4 separate regions of the Mus musculus genome follow, and regions 2, 3 and 4 are each linked to region 1. The links are chromatin contacts, called in public Hi-C, Micro-C and promoter capture Hi-C maps. All regions are on one chromosome and are shown on one strand. Each heading gives the region's core, a stretch centred on a gene start, on an enhancer-like site or on the middle of the called end of the contact. The rest is flanking DNA. Distances are from core to core; before and after follow the strand shown. Region 1 holds the start of 4833418N02Rik (RIKEN cDNA 4833418N02 gene). Region 2 has its middle 4.0 kb from the start of Gm30421. Region 3 overlaps Gm30938 (a long non-coding RNA gene). Region 4 has its middle 35 kb from the start of Socs5.

The links. Promoter capture Hi-C pulls out the DNA fragments that hold promoters and counts their contacts. A called contact is a pair of places that touch in the nucleus more often than the background predicts.
Region 2: a contact with region 1 is called in a promoter capture Hi-C map of neural stem cells. The contact joins the enhancer-like site here to the promoter of 4833418N02Rik in region 1. A contact is called at or near these places in 3 of 39 promoter capture datasets (the SN4741 cell line, cranial neural crest and neural stem cells), 15 of 115 datasets of contacts at active chromatin or transcription factors (the NIH/3T3 cell line, the SCID.adh cell line, bone marrow-derived macrophages and 7 more) and 4 of 9 other capture datasets (adipose tissue, embryonic stem cells, liver and 1 more).
Region 3: a contact with region 1 is called in a Micro-C map of embryonic stem cells, with 3 times the contacts expected there. The contact joins the enhancer-like site here to the promoter of 4833418N02Rik in region 1. A contact is called at or near these places in 2 of 39 promoter capture datasets (the 3T3-L1 cell line and the SN4741 cell line), 4 of 484 Hi-C or Micro-C datasets (embryonic stem cells and forebrain), 9 of 115 datasets of contacts at active chromatin or transcription factors (bone marrow-derived dendritic cells, bone marrow-derived macrophages, craniofacial prominence and 4 more) and 2 of 9 other capture datasets (adipose tissue and liver).
Region 4: a Hi-C map of uterus shows a contact between it and region 1, with 8 times the contacts expected there. The contact joins the enhancer-like site here to the promoter of 4833418N02Rik in region 1. A contact is called at or near these places in 1 of 484 Hi-C or Micro-C datasets (uterus), 3 of 115 datasets of contacts at active chromatin or transcription factors (embryonic stem cells and pancreatic cancer cells) and 2 of 9 other capture datasets (adipose tissue and liver).

What each region holds. Positions count from the first base shown.
Region 1 is chr17:87,280,713-87,284,436 of GRCm38.p6, forward strand. It overlaps 4833418N02Rik (RIKEN cDNA 4833418N02 gene), which reads right to left and starts at 2,102. Exons shown (of 5, transcript NR_015506.3): 1 at 1,462-2,102; 2 at 1-50. Ttc7 (tetratricopeptide repeat domain 7) reads left to right here and starts at 2,174. Exons shown (of 20, transcript NM_028639.3): 1 at 2,174-2,698. The coding sequence starts at 2,512.
Region 2 is chr17:87,053,020-87,056,743 of GRCm38.p6, forward strand. It overlaps the pseudogene Gm24648. Among named protein-coding and RNA genes, the nearest start is that of Gm30421, 4.0 kb to the left of the region's middle. Within about 2 kb of position 2,157, at least 70 of the 459 cell types and tissues checked have an H3K27ac peak or open chromatin away from gene starts, as enhancers often do. A contact at or near this core is called in adipose tissue, bone marrow-derived macrophages, liver and 2 more, where this site is marked.
Region 3 is chr17:87,469,201-87,472,924 of GRCm38.p6, forward strand. It overlaps Gm30938 (a long non-coding RNA gene), which reads right to left. Exons shown (of 4, transcript XR_385891.4): 2 at 3,467-3,559; 3 at 2,497-2,591. Among named protein-coding and RNA genes, the nearest start is that of Gm30938, 3.5 kb to the right of the region's middle. Within about 2 kb of position 1,866, at least 23 of the 459 cell types and tissues checked have an H3K27ac peak or open chromatin away from gene starts, as enhancers often do. A contact at or near this core is called in embryonic stem cells and trophoblast stem cells, where this site is marked.
Region 4 is chr17:87,140,538-87,144,261 of GRCm38.p6, forward strand. No RefSeq gene overlaps it. Among named protein-coding and RNA genes, the nearest start is that of Socs5, 35 kb to the left of the region's middle. Within about 2 kb of position 1,949, at least 70 of the 459 cell types and tissues checked have an H3K27ac peak or open chromatin away from gene starts, as enhancers often do. A contact at or near this core is called in adipose tissue, liver, pancreatic cancer cells and 1 more, where this site is marked.

The DNA of each region.
Region 1 (3,724 bases), core at 852-3,351:
GCTCATTGTGGAGGTGCACGCCGTTTGTATCAGCACTCAGGATGCTTGGTCTACACGGTGAGTTCCAGGCCAGACAGAGCAACATAGTGAGACCTGTCTCAAACAAAATACCAACCTGCCCCCCAACCCCCCATACTTCCTCCATGAACTTCATTGTCTTTCTTAGAAACACTAATAAGACTGTTGGGGTCAAAGCTGTTCCTCTTCATGTGGAGCAGTAAAATCATTGGGAGACCACCACGATGTTGGCTAGCAGCTTTGGTAAGCTGGCATCAGAGTGGTCTTGACTAAAGTTAATCCTGAATTTGTCTGTGAGATACAAGATTATGTAAATTAAATAAATAAATAACATTACTTTTCTTTAAAAAAAAAAAAAAAGGATCTTGCTATGTATCCCAGGCTGGCCTTGAATTCTTTTTAATCCCCCTGCCTTTAGTTTCCAAATACTATGACAGCAGGCGTGCACCACCACATGCAACAAACCCCACTTGCTACTTGCCTTTTATCTCACCAGATGTTATTAATGCAGTCACAGCTCTGTGACTTTTTCGTTTGTTCTTTTTCCTATAGGTTTCCACTCTCTCTTCCTAATGCTGGTCATTAGAAGATGAGGATCTTGGCTCTGCTAGCAAAGAGCTGAGACGCGGTCAGGCGCCTGGAGGAACACTTGCTTTGTATCTGAGGCACGAACTCTGTGCCCTCCCGTGCCCACACTCAAACTGATGATAGAGTCAAACAGACAAGAGCTAATGCTCTCTGCAGCCAGTCCTCCAGTATTTGCAACCGTGGTTGACAAAAGAATGGGAAGAAAAGATGGGGTTTCTTTGTTTCTATCAGTCTACCCTTCCCCTTTCTGTCAATCCTGCTGTTCCCTCTGGCCCCAGGGGTATCTCCCACTAACACTCTGACTAGGTAAATTGAAAACGCATTCTCAGGATACCCAAGTCAGTCTTTCACTCTTTCTGCCTTCCCCAACCCTCTCCCCACCCCATCCCCCTGCCCCACCGCCTCCGTGAAACCTAGTTCTGCAGAACCTCAGGTTCTGCACACAGGGGCAGGGAATCTTGCCTTCCAGGGAGGAAGGGGGCTTCATTTCGATCACACGGAGGAGCTGAAGTTTTGATAGGGACCGGCCCTGGTAATGGGCGTCAGGAGCCTGTGCTCTGATAGACCCGAAAACCTTAGTTCTGTACTGAAACTTGAAGCTGTAAATTTCCCGGCAGCAAGGGGCAGGGAGTGGAAGGACCTCCCGGAGAAGTAGAAAGCGGTCAGTTTCGAACTACTGAAAAGCTTGCCTGAAATCATTCTCGAACGTTTTCGGAATGGACCTCACAACAAGTGACTTAAGTACAGGCCCTGGGGATTTTTTTTTCAGTGTTGGCTGTGGTTTTAGCTACATCCTCAATTCCCAGGCAGGATTGACAGCTCCAGTTTCACCGAGGGTGGGGTCACGATACTTGCCTTCTAGCCAGGGTAGTCCTGGCTCCGCCCTCCAAGCCCCGCCCAGAGTCCTTTGAACTTCTGGGCACCGCTGGCCTTAGAGCGGAGCAGAGCGGAGTCGGGCGCTCCCTGGAGTTCTGATCAGCCTTTAGACACCAAAATAAAGTAGCAGCAAGTGGAAAATCAGCTGAGATCCTCTTTTAGAACCCAGAGTAGGCATTCCGATGGAAAGAGGAGTCCGGCAGTTAAAACAAACATAAACCCTCTCCGAGTTGGGGACATCCGAAGAGCTTAGGGACTTGCCCCGGCCGGTCTATCCGCAGCCCTGCGGGCGGGCGCGTTGCATCCGACCCGGATCCGCCAAGAGCCCGGGACCAGGACTGTCCTGTCGGCCGCTCCTCGGATTTGTGACGTGCCTCAGGCTGTGGCGGTGACGGGGCCACCACACAAAGCCGGGCGGTCCGGGCGGAGGACCCCAGGCCAAGAGTCCTGACGGGATGGGGAGGGAACGGGGAGCGAGGCGCCCCCGGGCTCCCGGGCTCCCCGCAGCATTAAAGTGAGCACCCAGTCAGCGGCGGGGAGCCGGCGGAGGGCGGCCCGAGATCGCCGTGTGCGCGCTTGGCTTCTGTGGCCTCGCTGGCGGTCGGCTCGCCTAGCCCGGCGGGGGATAGCCACGCCCACTTTGGGGTGGAGCCGCGGCCCGGGGAGGTTCCGCTGTTGGAGACGCCCGGGCACGGGGCGGGAGCTGTGGCAGCAGCTGCTGCACAGGAGGAGACAGCAGCGTCAGGAGCTGCTGCAGCAGCGGCGGAGGCTGCTTCTGGACGCCTTGGGGTCGCGCAGCCGCAGCCCCAGTCCAGAGGCTCCAGGCGGTGCGGTGGGCGCTGCCGCCGCCGCTGCTGCTGCTGCTGCTGCGGGCCCCTTGCCGTTACCCGGGCCCCCTCTGCCACCCGGGCCCCGGATGCCGTCTGCACTCCCGTCAAGCCTGCTGGAGAGTGCTCCCCAGCCTGGACGCCGCCCCCGGCCTGGTCTCCACTCCTCCGCCGCACCTCCCATGACAGCTCCTGCTCGAAGATGGCTGCGAAGGGCGCGCACGGCACCCACCTGAAGGTGGAGAGCGAGGTGGAGCGCTGCCGCGCCGAGGGCCAGTGGGACCGCATGTTCGAGCTGGCCCGGCATCTGCAGATGCTGGGCATTTCCGGCGGCGGCAGTAGCAACCGGCGAAACAGCCCGAGCGGCAGGTTCACCACTCTGGACACCGGTGAGTGAGGGAAGGGCAGATTCGCCCGGAGCGAGCGCGCGAAAAGCACCGCCTCGTCCAGGAAGCGCGACTCAACCGACCCGTCCCGGAGCCGGCGCTGGGTGCTACCCTCCGGCTTGCCGAGGCAGTTAGGAAAGTCGTCTGTCCCAAGAGAAAAATCGCTTTGCAGATTGGGTGTTTGAAGAGAAGAGAGAGAAAGAGAAAAGTTTGTGCTCTCTGCCTTTTAAGGTCACGTGGGTAACCCTACCCTGAAATGGAGGTTTCTGTAGGTATCAGAGAAGTGCATTCATTAGACCGGACCGTTGCCTCCCTAAACTGTCGAAACTCCCTCATGTTAAATTTGTTCCTCTGTGTCTTCTCTTATTTTCCCCTCAAATAAAGTTGAGACCAAGCTCTGTCCACAGCAGACTTAGACCGATGCGTTTGGTCAGAGAAGAGGCCGGCGAACCTCAGTTTCTTCGCCAGTGGCGGACACTGGCCCCATCCAGTCCTGGCAGCCTGTGGCTTTTGCAGCAGGGCTGGTTTAGTTGGGCTGGGCTCTTGTGCTGGGGCGGGAAAGCACCCTGATGGGGTAGAGGGAGAACCCCGCCCAGTCTTCAGACCCAGATCCTGTTTCGGGTGTCTTGCTCTCTGCGGTGGGAGAGGTTCAGAGCCCGCCGCGTGTGCACACCCACCTTTTCCGAAGTGGGCAGAGAATAAGTCCGACTATAAAGAGTTTTCCAAAACCACCCAGCCCGGGACACCTCTGTGGGAGCGATGGGGTGATTATAACCCTGATCCAATATAGTGCTTACTGTGTGCCACACCAACCTCGGGACTTTAGCCGTCACTCCTCCCAGCGACTCCTGTTTCCTGGATTTGCTGTATTTATAGGTAAATAGCTTCATCAATCAGCCAGTAAGTTGTGAAATCTGAACCCAGGATTCTGAGTACACCTTTTCGTTTGTCCTGTGTTCTCTCAAAGATGAGTACCCTTGCAGAGCAACTAGAGTGGATAGGAGGCAGGATGGTAGACAGTTATGGCTT
Region 2 (3,724 bases), core at 907-3,406, 230 kb before region 1:
GTCCAACTATTTTATAGGACCCACTTAGTAAACATTTCTCATGGGCAGTGAGGGGGTTCAGTAGGCAAAGGTGCTTGTCACCAGTCTGACAACATGAGAACCCAATGACTTTCTCAAATTGTCCTTTCAGCTCTATATACATGCCACACATCACATGCTTGGCAGCAAAGGAATAAATAAATAAATAAATAAATAAATAAATAAATAAAATATATGTAGGTTTTTAAAATGTTTAAAATTTGCCATATCACCTCTATCTCTGTGTGTGTGTGTATATACATATACATATATATATATATATATATATACACATATATATCTTTTATGCATTCTTACTCTTTTTCTTCTTTTTAAAGATCCCTTTTTTTATATGTTTAAGAAAACTAGTTTTCCAGGACCACTCATTGAAAGTCTACTATCCCCTATAAGCCACTGTCTCCTATAGTCACTGCCCCCTATAGCCACTACCCATATAGCCACCACCCCTATAGCCACTGCCTCCTATAGCCACCACTTCTATAGTCACTGCCCCCTATAGCCACCTCTAGTGTCTCTTCTGCCACATGTGTGCAAGGGTACTCTGTTCTGCCTCTCCCTTCTGTTCTAGTGTGTGCTTCTTTATTTCTGTACTAATAACAAAGTTATCATTTCTATTGTTGAATGCATTCTTTTCTTGTACTCCTTCTTGTCTCTACTAAAAGGCACACAGAACAATGGATCCTGGGTTACAAACAAGTATTTGTTTAGCACTTGCCTTTTAAGTCTTTGTCCACCAGCTCAACAAAAAGAAAATCCACCCAAACGCTTCTAATAATGAACGAGCCTTGATACTTAGTAAGCGAAGTTTCAGTCTTGATACTTAGTAAGCTAAGTGTCTCTAATGAATGAGTCTCGATACTTAGTAAGCGAAGTTTCCCTTCTTTAGAAGCATCATGTCTGTCCTCTGCTCTTGGCTGTTTCCTGTCAATTTTTGTGATGGTTAGTCAGATTCCAAAAGAGAACATCCTGTATGTGAAGCAAGGGCAGGGGTAGGCAGCGAGAGACTGAGGAGACTGAGCCGTGAGAGGGAGGCCATGTGGGGACAGAGCATGTGTCAGAACCCCCGCATGGCTGAAGTCCAGGGAGCAAGGACTCATGGGGGCAGAATATGGCAGCCCTTTACAGAGGCGCTCAGCCAGGGTCAGAGCATGTGGCTCTCTCCATGTCTCAGTAACTCTAGATGTCACTGAGCCTCCTGTGGAGAGATTTGTTAAAAACTAGAACCTCTCACTCTGAAATAGCTGAAGCCAAATAACTTAATTGTTGAACTCAGTTCTAGACTAAGAAGATAAGTAAAAAAAGGAAAGACAAGACAAGAATTTGGGGTTCAGACTCATAGTGATCAATTATTCCTGCAAAGGGACAATCCTAGTTGGATCAAAAGCTTCCTAAGAGGCTCTTGTATGAACCCATGCCACGGGTTTCTATTTTGTTTACTTGCGGTAATGGTTATTGGGAATTTACTACGAAGCTGCATCTCTTCTAAGCACATTGAGGACGTAGCTGACGTAAGGACCCCTCAAAATCCGAACTGACTCCAAGTATGACTCCAACCAATGATGGAGTAGTGGGCATTTTCCTCTGAGGAAGAGATGGCTGAGAAAAAGCAGAGAATTCTCTTTATGTACAGAGCTCTGACAATCAGTCCTCGAACTAGGCTTTGGGACTTTTTCCTAATGGATCTTACTTATTTAACCCAAATGGAAAAGATGCAAACCAGGAGTTATCAGGTTGTACCACGGAAAACAAGGGCAGACAAGATGCTGACTCTATCATCTGTGAAGACAGGAAGGCAGGAAGGAAGGGCAGGACGATGGATAGCTACCCTCCACACTTAGGGCACCCGTGATGTGCTTGCTCGAGGTTGCACGAACAAAGGCTTGGCCCTCTGCTCTGGACCAGGAAGTCCTTGGTGTCAGACACCAAGTTTTGGCATCAAGGATTTTTCAACAAGGAAGGCAGCTGCCTGAAATCCTTTGTGGAGCAAGACAAGTTATAAATAGACCTATAAATTTTTGTAAGCAGAAGGCAACAGGCTTAGCAGAGCTGCTCTTCCCCTTTGGTTCTTCCTCCACGCCTTGCCTATCAAATCCCTGCTGCCAGGCAGAGCCGTCTGCCTACTAGCCAATCCGCTGCTCCAGGAGCGCAGCCAGGGTGGAAACTGGCTTCTATGACAACCTCAGGTTGTGACCTTGCTTGTGAAGGAGAGTAAATCTTCCTAACTTACCTCTAGCTAATTGGGCAGGAGATAAAGGAGACAGAATGCAGTGTATCCTCTCTAACTGGCTGGTCGCAGCATTAATCCATCCCTTGCAGAGGCAGCCTTGGCTTAGCAACAGACTGGGGAGAAGAGCTGTGTGCTGAGACCTGCTCTGTGGGTGTCTGTGTGCTCAGGAGCAGGGGTAGGGGCATTTCATCTCTTCTAGCAAATGCAGAGGCATCTGGGCATGCAGATGTAGGATTATTTGGGACCTGGAATCTGAGACTTTACTGGGCTCAGAAACACTTGGAGACTCATTAAAGCACAGGTTTCCAGGGGTCCCTCCCAATGTTTCTGATCTGGTAGAATTAAGGTAGGGTCTAAGGACTTTCATTTCTCATAAACCACCGGATGGCACTGGTACTGCCAGTCTGAGGAGGATGCTTTGAAAACCTTTTGTTTGGCTCAACTTCCTGATTTTTGCAAACAAGGAAAACAAACCCCCTAACAGTTGGTTTAAAAAAAAAAAGATATGTCTAAGAGTCCCACACTAGTGACTGGCTTCAGCCAGAGTAGTCCAGAGATTTCTAGACTCTTGTTTTGGTATTCCCTCTACCCCTTCAGGCTGGCAGAGGACCAGAATTAAAATAGCAAGGTGCTATTTTAATCACAAATATATTGCCCTTTATGACTGAGAATGGCCAGTCTCATACACTGGCCCTCCCTAGCCCAACACAGGCTCTTCAGGCTCAGCACATAAGTAGCCCACTCTGGTTCATCATCCACTATCCAGTGGAGGGTCAGACAGTTGCCATAGCTGGTGCCCACTTCTAAGAGTCTGGCATCTATTTTACTGCCCTGCTCTCCTTGTTAGTCAGTGAACCTGAGATCTGAGGGCTCTTGCACTGTCCACTGACTACACTGACCGGCTCTGAGCTATAACTCTTTCTATAGCCTCCATGTGCTTTGTTTGGCATTGGTGCCTGACATTTTGCTTCATTGCCCCACTTTTCTTGAAGCTAGAATTCTACTCGGAACGATCATATATGTGGAGGTTGGGTCGGGGGTATTGGCAGTGGGGGTTGGATGGGGCATGGTGCTGATGCTGATGAACTCTTCTCCTGGTCTCATTCCTGCGTTGGAGCACTCACCTATACTCAAACCTGATATCTAGTGCTCAAGCTCCACCCAGTTCAAAAGAATCTCCTGCTGCCTGCAGATCAAGATGGAGAGCTCTCTCATCTCTTTCTCCAGCAGCATGTCTGCCTGGACGTTGCCCTGCTTCCTGCTCCCCGCCCTGATGATAATGGACTGAAGCTCTGAACCCGTAAGCCAGCCCCAATTAAATGTTGTCCTTATAAGAGTTGCCTTAGTCATGGTGTCTGTTCACAGCAATGGAAACCCTAACTAAGGCACACTCACACACACACACACGCACACACACACACACACACACACACACGAACAATAAGTAAAAATGTAAAG
Region 3 (3,724 bases), core at 616-3,115, 190 kb after region 1:
AGTACTGACTGACCTTGACACAAAATTTGCCTCCAAATTCCACTGGGGAAATAGACAGGGACAAGGTCATTAAAGTCACACCAAGGGAGTTTTAGGGGAAGAGAAATGAGAGTCACTCCGAGGTTTTGTGCTTCGGTTTGTTTAACAGTCTGAAGCTTACGTTGGTTGTGAGAGTGACAGAGACTGGCTGTTGCCCTGGGTTCTACACATTGGCAAGAAAAATTCTACTGAAAGGCACAACCACGGTAGGCTAAAAGGAAAAGGTATGGGGCCTGAGACGGCAGTGCAGCTCAGTCCAAGCAAAGACTGAAGCCAGGAACTTAGCCGTTGTGGGAGACTTAGAAAGTTCTCGGCACAGTGTGATCAACCATATCTGTGTACGAAATGTCAGAGCAAAACTTATTTCTCTGCGTGCTCACCAAAGATAATCTTTTAAAAAGATAACAAATCCGGATGCTGGTGGGCTCACACCTTCAGTCCCAGCACTCAAGCTGCAGGGGCAGGCAGATCTGTCTCGCTGAGTTACAGTCCAACCTGATCTACATACTGAGTTCCAGGGCTGTATAGTGAAACCCAAACCATACATTTGCAACTATAAAATTCATGTTTCAGCTATGGGAACTACACCCACCTCTCCCACCACCCCTCTGCTGTGTGAACCAGGTCTACCTATCATCCTTCTCAAATATAGATTCCAAAATGCGGCCTTAGTCCAGTCAGCTATTATCTGGGTCAGAGCAAACTGTGATAAACAGCTACAGGGAGCCACCTCCTAAGGTGCAGTAAGACATTTACAGACAGGAATGTTTTACGCTAAGTGCGCACCTCAAAATGCATCTACTGGTCATGCTGGGAGGCCTACACTCAGAGGAAAATGGACAATAAGAAATGTTCTCAATGAAGCAGAGAAGTAAATGGAAAATGTAGGATACAGTTAACCCAGCACAGTCACTATGGAAGGCAGCTTTGCGTCCCTCCATAAATAACACATAAATAAATCTCCACACTCTGACAACTCCATTGCTGGGTATAAAACCTAAGAGAACTGAAAGCGGTTAAACAAACTTGTTTACAAATGTCGATGTCTACATCATCCACAACGGCGGAAAAGAATGAACAACCTAAATGTCCATCAAGGAATCAGTGAGTGACAATGGCCATTCAGTGGACTATTGATTATAGAGAGAAGCAAATACTGGTAGATGCCAAAGTGTAAATGGATCATGAAAACAGGAATTCAAGGCCAAGGGTTAGGAGCCCCGCCCCGCCCCGCCCTGCCCCACCCCGCCCCACCCCCATCACATGCAACTTCAGGAACAGAAAGGCAGAGGATGAGGAACGAGGAGGTGGAGAATGACAATGTGTACAGAGGTGTCACTGCAGTTCAGAGCATGATCTGCTCAGTCCTGGAGACCCCCAGGAGACCGCCAGAGACCACAAGGCCAATGTAGGCACATTAGAGTTCAGACTTGAAACACAATCCTCCCCGCAAGACCGATTAGGAATGCAATGCTCAGGTCTAGGGGCTTAGGGTTTATATAGGGGAAATGCACAAACAAGCTGGGGCCTTCAAGAACTGATAGCGTTTTGTTTTTTGTTTTTTGTTTTTTGTTTTTTTTTCCCAGACAAAAAAGAGAGACCGTATATCTAGAAAAGGCCCTCTTTGACCTGGAAAGGAGTAACTCGTTCTGTTATCAGTGGCCGGCCAGTGCGGTCTTTCCTGTTGTTGCGAGCTGGCTGTAGCTGTTTTTGACTGCTGGGAACGCTCGGTTGTCTCTTTCCCAGAGCCTAAGGGTGGGGGTCTTATCACTTCAAGGACATTAATTCTCTGCTTTCTCCAAAAGACAGGAGATAGCGATGCTGGAGGGAGAACTGGCTGCACTGGGGGTGGGGAGAGAAGGGTGGCTGCTGTTGCCTGACTGCCCCAGGGCTTACACTGAGGGGGAATGCTGGCTGCCTTTTGTTTCTTTAAGCATATGGCTTCAGAAGACAGGGGTTCAGACCCCAGCATCCTTAACAGGTGGCTCACAGCTATCACAAACTCTAGCACCCAGGCATTCAATACCCTCTCTGGCTTCTGTAGGGGCCAGTATCTACATGATGCTCATACATGCAAATAGACACAAATACATACATACACACCAAATAAAATAAGTCTTAGTGGATAGAAGATCTCCATGTGGGACCATTTAAAATGTTGAGCTTGGGTGTATGTTAAGCCTGAGAATCACAAGAGAAAGACCGGTTCCACAGATACTAGAATCCTAATCTTGTAAGTCATAATAAATCTAAATCCTCAGTGGATTTACCGTATAAGCCAGGAGACACTATCACTATCCCTGTCACTATCCCTGTCACTATCCCTGTCACTAACCCTGTCACTATCCCTGTCACTATCCCTGTCACTATCCCTGTCACTATCCCTGTCCAAAAAGCCCCTAACTCTCTCCTGCTTCCTCTCTTCCTCCATCCAACCCAGAAGTCCTGCCTACTCACCCAGTGATTGGTCCCTTTATTCATTGGGGGTGGGGTGGAGTTCACAAGAAGTCACCTGAGTATGCGACTCATCCGTTTGGTCCAGACAACCCTTCCTGAGAAAGCAGAATTAACATCAAAATACAGGCATCACCAGGGCCATTCACAACAAAAGGGCAAATCCATTAGACTGCCATAGTTTTCCATCAGGGCCAATCCGGGACAAGCACGCATCCTAACATATTTCCTGCCTCGGTACCTCCTGTCTACATGTGACCAAGCACATCTGGTTGGTGCAGTTGGGTCAAACAAACTTGTTTAGGGGAGTGAAAACATGAACAATACCCCCTCCACCCCCGGAATTCAGGAAGTGTCTGCCTTTGGGCCAGTGGTTTACAGGTTAGAAGTATTTTTATTCCATGGATTTCTTAGGCACAGTAGTTAACTCTTAAAACGTAAGCTGGTGATCATGTGAAGTGGTGCACACCCTGAATCAAGATCTCAAGATCAAGGCCAGTGCGGATCCTGTCTCAAAAGAACCAACTAACCAACCAACCAACCAACCAACCAACCAACCAACCAATGTCTGTAACTGAGAAGCAGTGATAGTTATATGCCATTTGAAACAGCAGGTATCTCCTGGGCTCCACACTTTAAACTGGCCAAAATGATAAATGTGGGTTTTATCACAATGGAAAGGGGAGAGGGGGCCTGCAAGATGACTCCCTTAGCAAAAGCATTGTTCCCTCTCTGGGGTCCACAAGGTAGAAAGAGAACTGACTCTTGTCCTTTGAGTGCCATGCATCTCTCTGTCTCTGTCTGTCTCAGTCTCTGTCTCTTTCTGTCTCACAGACACACAGACACACACACACACACACACACAAAATCAATCAATCAATCAATCAATCAATTGTACAAAAGCCCTCTGAGAGACTAATTACACCACTACCCTAGAGTAGCCTAGTTGGAGACTTGGGATGATGTCACTTACTCAGTCACCATGAATGGCGGGCGCATTGTGTGCCAAGTTGTGCCGGCATCAATCACATGGAGAATAAAATGCCCAGCTCCCAGCCTGTGAGAGCTAATGGATGGACAGACACAAAAATATATAATTTTTGTTTTTGAAGAAAGGTTTCTACTATATATCCTGTACTGGCTTTGAACTCATGATCTTCCTGTCTCAGACTCTGCAGGGTTGGGATTACAGGCATATACTATCAAGCCCAGATTAATAGGGGATTTTAAT
Region 4 (3,724 bases), core at 699-3,198, 140 kb before region 1:
TACACTCCAAGTCTGGGTCTTACCGGAGCCTCAGGCTGTTCCTGCTATTTGGTTTTGGTTTTGGTTGTTTTTATTGTAAGTGTATGTCTGTGCAGTGTGTGTGTGTGTGTGTGTGTGTGTGTGTGTGTGTGTGTGTACCTGGTACTTTTGAAAACCAGAGGAGAGCATGGGATTCCCTGGGACTGGAGTTATAGCTGGTCATGAGCCACCATGTGGGCGCTGGGAATTGAACTTAGGTCCTCTGGAAAAGCAGCCAGTGCACTTCACTACTAAGCCATCTCTCCAGCCCCAAATCTTAGGTTTTCTTATGTCATTGTTAGGTTGTGGGCAAGCCATTCAAGACTGTGATGTCTGGGCTACAGAGGGGAAGTAAGATGTGAGGAGATGAGGGATGTTACCTCACTGGGAGTCTACCCTGGGACATGGGCAAACAGAAGTATGAAGAGAGCTAAGGGAATGGCTGAGGTAAATAGTAATGGCAAACTGATATAGATTCAGTCCTGGGGTCTTCCTCCCAGCTCATGGTCTCAGAAATGAGACTTGGACTCAAAATTATTTACAAATACCTTGGCCATATACTAGGCTCTCCTCTAACTTAAAATCTCCCATCTCGCCTAGCCTATATTCTACCATGTAACTGGCTTCCTGTGCTCAGGTACCATGCGTCTGTCTTCTCACATCTTCCTGGGTCAATCTCCCACACCTGGCTCTATCCCAGAATTCTTTGTGCCTCCGGGATGTCCCACCTATTCTACCCTTTCCTATAGGTCATAGGTCTTCTTAATTGATGGGTGATGCATCCATACAGTACACAGATAATCTCTCTACAAACTGAACGTCTGCAAAAAGGGGAAACAAACCTGCCCTGGATGGAGTCCAGACGATGCCAGTATTGTGGGTCGGTCACTTCTGCAGGCACCAGGTCTTGGTTTGTTCATCTTGGTTTTGTTTCTGTGCTTGGACTTCCGAATCTAGAGTATTTTACTGGCTGAGCATCTCTCTTTTGCTCAAATTACCTTTCTTCTTTCATCAGGGGCATTTACAGTGTTCAGGGAAGGCCTAGGTCTTAGTGGGGTAGACATGTTCGTTTTCCTCTGTGAGGCTGGGTGCAGGAACTTCCCCAGTGGCCTAGGAACACCAGGGACCCCACTTGCCACAGGAGGTGGTGTAGGTTGGGCTCCTGGAGCAGAAATCCTGGGTGGGAGGGAGCTGTTCTCGGGCCTGATACAGCACAAGCTGTGCTTGGTGCCTGGTGCATTGTCACCACACAATCTCTTTTTGTCCTATAACGGTGAAAATCTGTCATACACTAAATGGTTTTGTGTTTTTCCATCTTCATAAAATGGGTGCAGTTATGCACTTAAACCTAACTTTTACCCTGATTCTCTTTCAATACATGATAAATTATTTTATTTGTGCTTGTCTTAAAACTACGACATTTTAAAAACAGTTGAATCGTAATACTTTTAGTTTCATTATCTTACAAATATTTTGTGCCCTTAAGTGTAATTGAGACAGTGTTGAATTTTAATACACCAAGAGACTAGTGAAATGTCTGGCTGAGTAGTTCCAACTTTGAGAATTCATAAATTGTGCCACTAAAATACTGTCTCTGCTTTTTAGCAATTTCTTTCTTGATAAAGAGCCAAAAGTCTCAAATTGTTTTCTAGAATTCGGTGTTTGCGTAACAGCTGTCACGGAACTCAGAAGTGAGTCCTGCAGGGAGCCTTTATGGGAAGGTGAAATAGACCACTGTCGGCAGTAAAACGGCAACTAGATTTTCTTTTTAAGTCAGAGTCAGAATTTCTTTGGAAATAAGATGATTCTTGGTTTCTTTCCCTGCTTCTGTTGATAAAATGACCTGACTTAGGACAGAAGGGTTTGTTTTAGCTCCCACTTCCAAGTCCGCGGTGACGTCACCCCTACAGCCAGAGGAGCAGGACAGATGCTGGTGCGCAGCTCACTGGCTCCATTTCCTGCAGTCCAGGGTTCCCACTGGGAGTGTTCCTGCCCACAGTCAAGATGGTCTCTCAAATATAAACCCAGAGCCCCCGCCCCTCCCCCTGTCCTCGCCCCGCCCCCTTCCAGATAACCCGTTCCTGTCTGACAGCTAATACCAACCAACCCCGATTCTATCCAGGGTTTGGGAAGTCGCTCAGGTGTTGGTTTTGTGTGAAGAATGCGGATGTGTTTTTCTGCCTGGCTCTTCCGAGTGTGGGTCTCATGGAGTATGCCAGCAAATGGACCAAGCTCTGTTGTTATCATTTTTGGCCGTGGCTTCTCCAGCCTTGCTTGCCAACATTGCATTCAAATAATACTTTTCTTTCATAAGGTCAGAGATTTTTTTTTTTAAGCATCCATGTTACTTTCCTAAAGTTCTGTGGGTAACTTCTCATGAATTCCAGTACAAAAAAAAACAGATGTCTACGTAGGCATGCATATGATTTGACAAATACAGAAAATGGAAATAATTTCTTCTATGCTAATGACTTGAAACCACATAGGAACTTCGGTGGAACATGAAAGAGTAGTATTTTGGAAATTGAAAACTACTTGAGGAGCAGTGGGGTTTTAAATGGTTTGCGATTACAGTCTCACAATTCATTGAATTTGCCCTCTGCAGGACAGGACAGGTGTAAATTGCCCTTCCATAAGAGTGAAGAGACTCAGTGAATGAGCCATAGAAATGGGCGTTTGTTCCCTGCCTTGTGGACAGGAAGTTGCCACTCTAGGTAGCTTTGAAAACCACACAAGAGATAAGGAACTTCGTGGCTGTATAGAGAATGAGGAAATTCAAGGAGAAGGTACACAGCAAACGAATACTGAAGAGAGGCCTCGTGTACGCAGAGCCGTCCAACTGAAATCCGGGTCTTAAGTCATACGATACTGGATGCTGTTTAACTTTTAACGAAGAGCAATGCCCTCGAGCCAGCAATCATCTGTGTATTGATGCGCTCCCTGGGAGGTGGGACATGAGAGTGATTAGGGACCGAGGCTGAGGGGGCGCCTGCCACACGAAGGGTCTTAGAGGCTGAGGGGAGCCTGCCACACGTGTATGGTCTTAGGCTTTTTTGACCTTTGTTTCTTCCTGTCACTAATCAAATAAAAACCTCACAGAGCCATATTTGGAAGTTTCATCAGAGGAGGGAATACAGCACCATTATTGATTTTTAGAATTCTGTGGCACATGGAGATAGAATAATTCAGTATCCGCTCGTACGTCAGAGCAGTTTATTCATAGCAATTTGTGGTGCTGGGAATCAAAGCCAGACCGTGTGCGTATGAAGCAAGGGTTCTACTGGGGAGCTACCTCCTACTCCTTACTGATTGTGGTGGGAAAGAACAATTTTCTTCCAAGCATGTTAACAGTGTTCCATACTTGTGGATTATTGTCAGCCTGAGTGGGCTGTGCCCCGGCTTGGCTGCTGTTCATCGGTGGGTTTCTCATTCCCGACAGGGCCTGATTTCTCACCTGCTTAACACGGAGGTGTGGAAATATGAAACCAAATAATCTTGGAGATGTGCATAGCACAGTGCCTGGCATGGGTGGCTGTTCTCAGTGTCCTTGTACCCATCTACACACAGGAATCCAGAGCGCCTAAGTGCAAGGCCAGTCTTCCTTTCTCTACGAAAGGCTCCACTAAAAGATAAATTGAACCCGTAGTTCTAATTGAAAGACTGTTTGTTCAATATGGGGTTTTATAAAAGGACATAGTCAGAATGT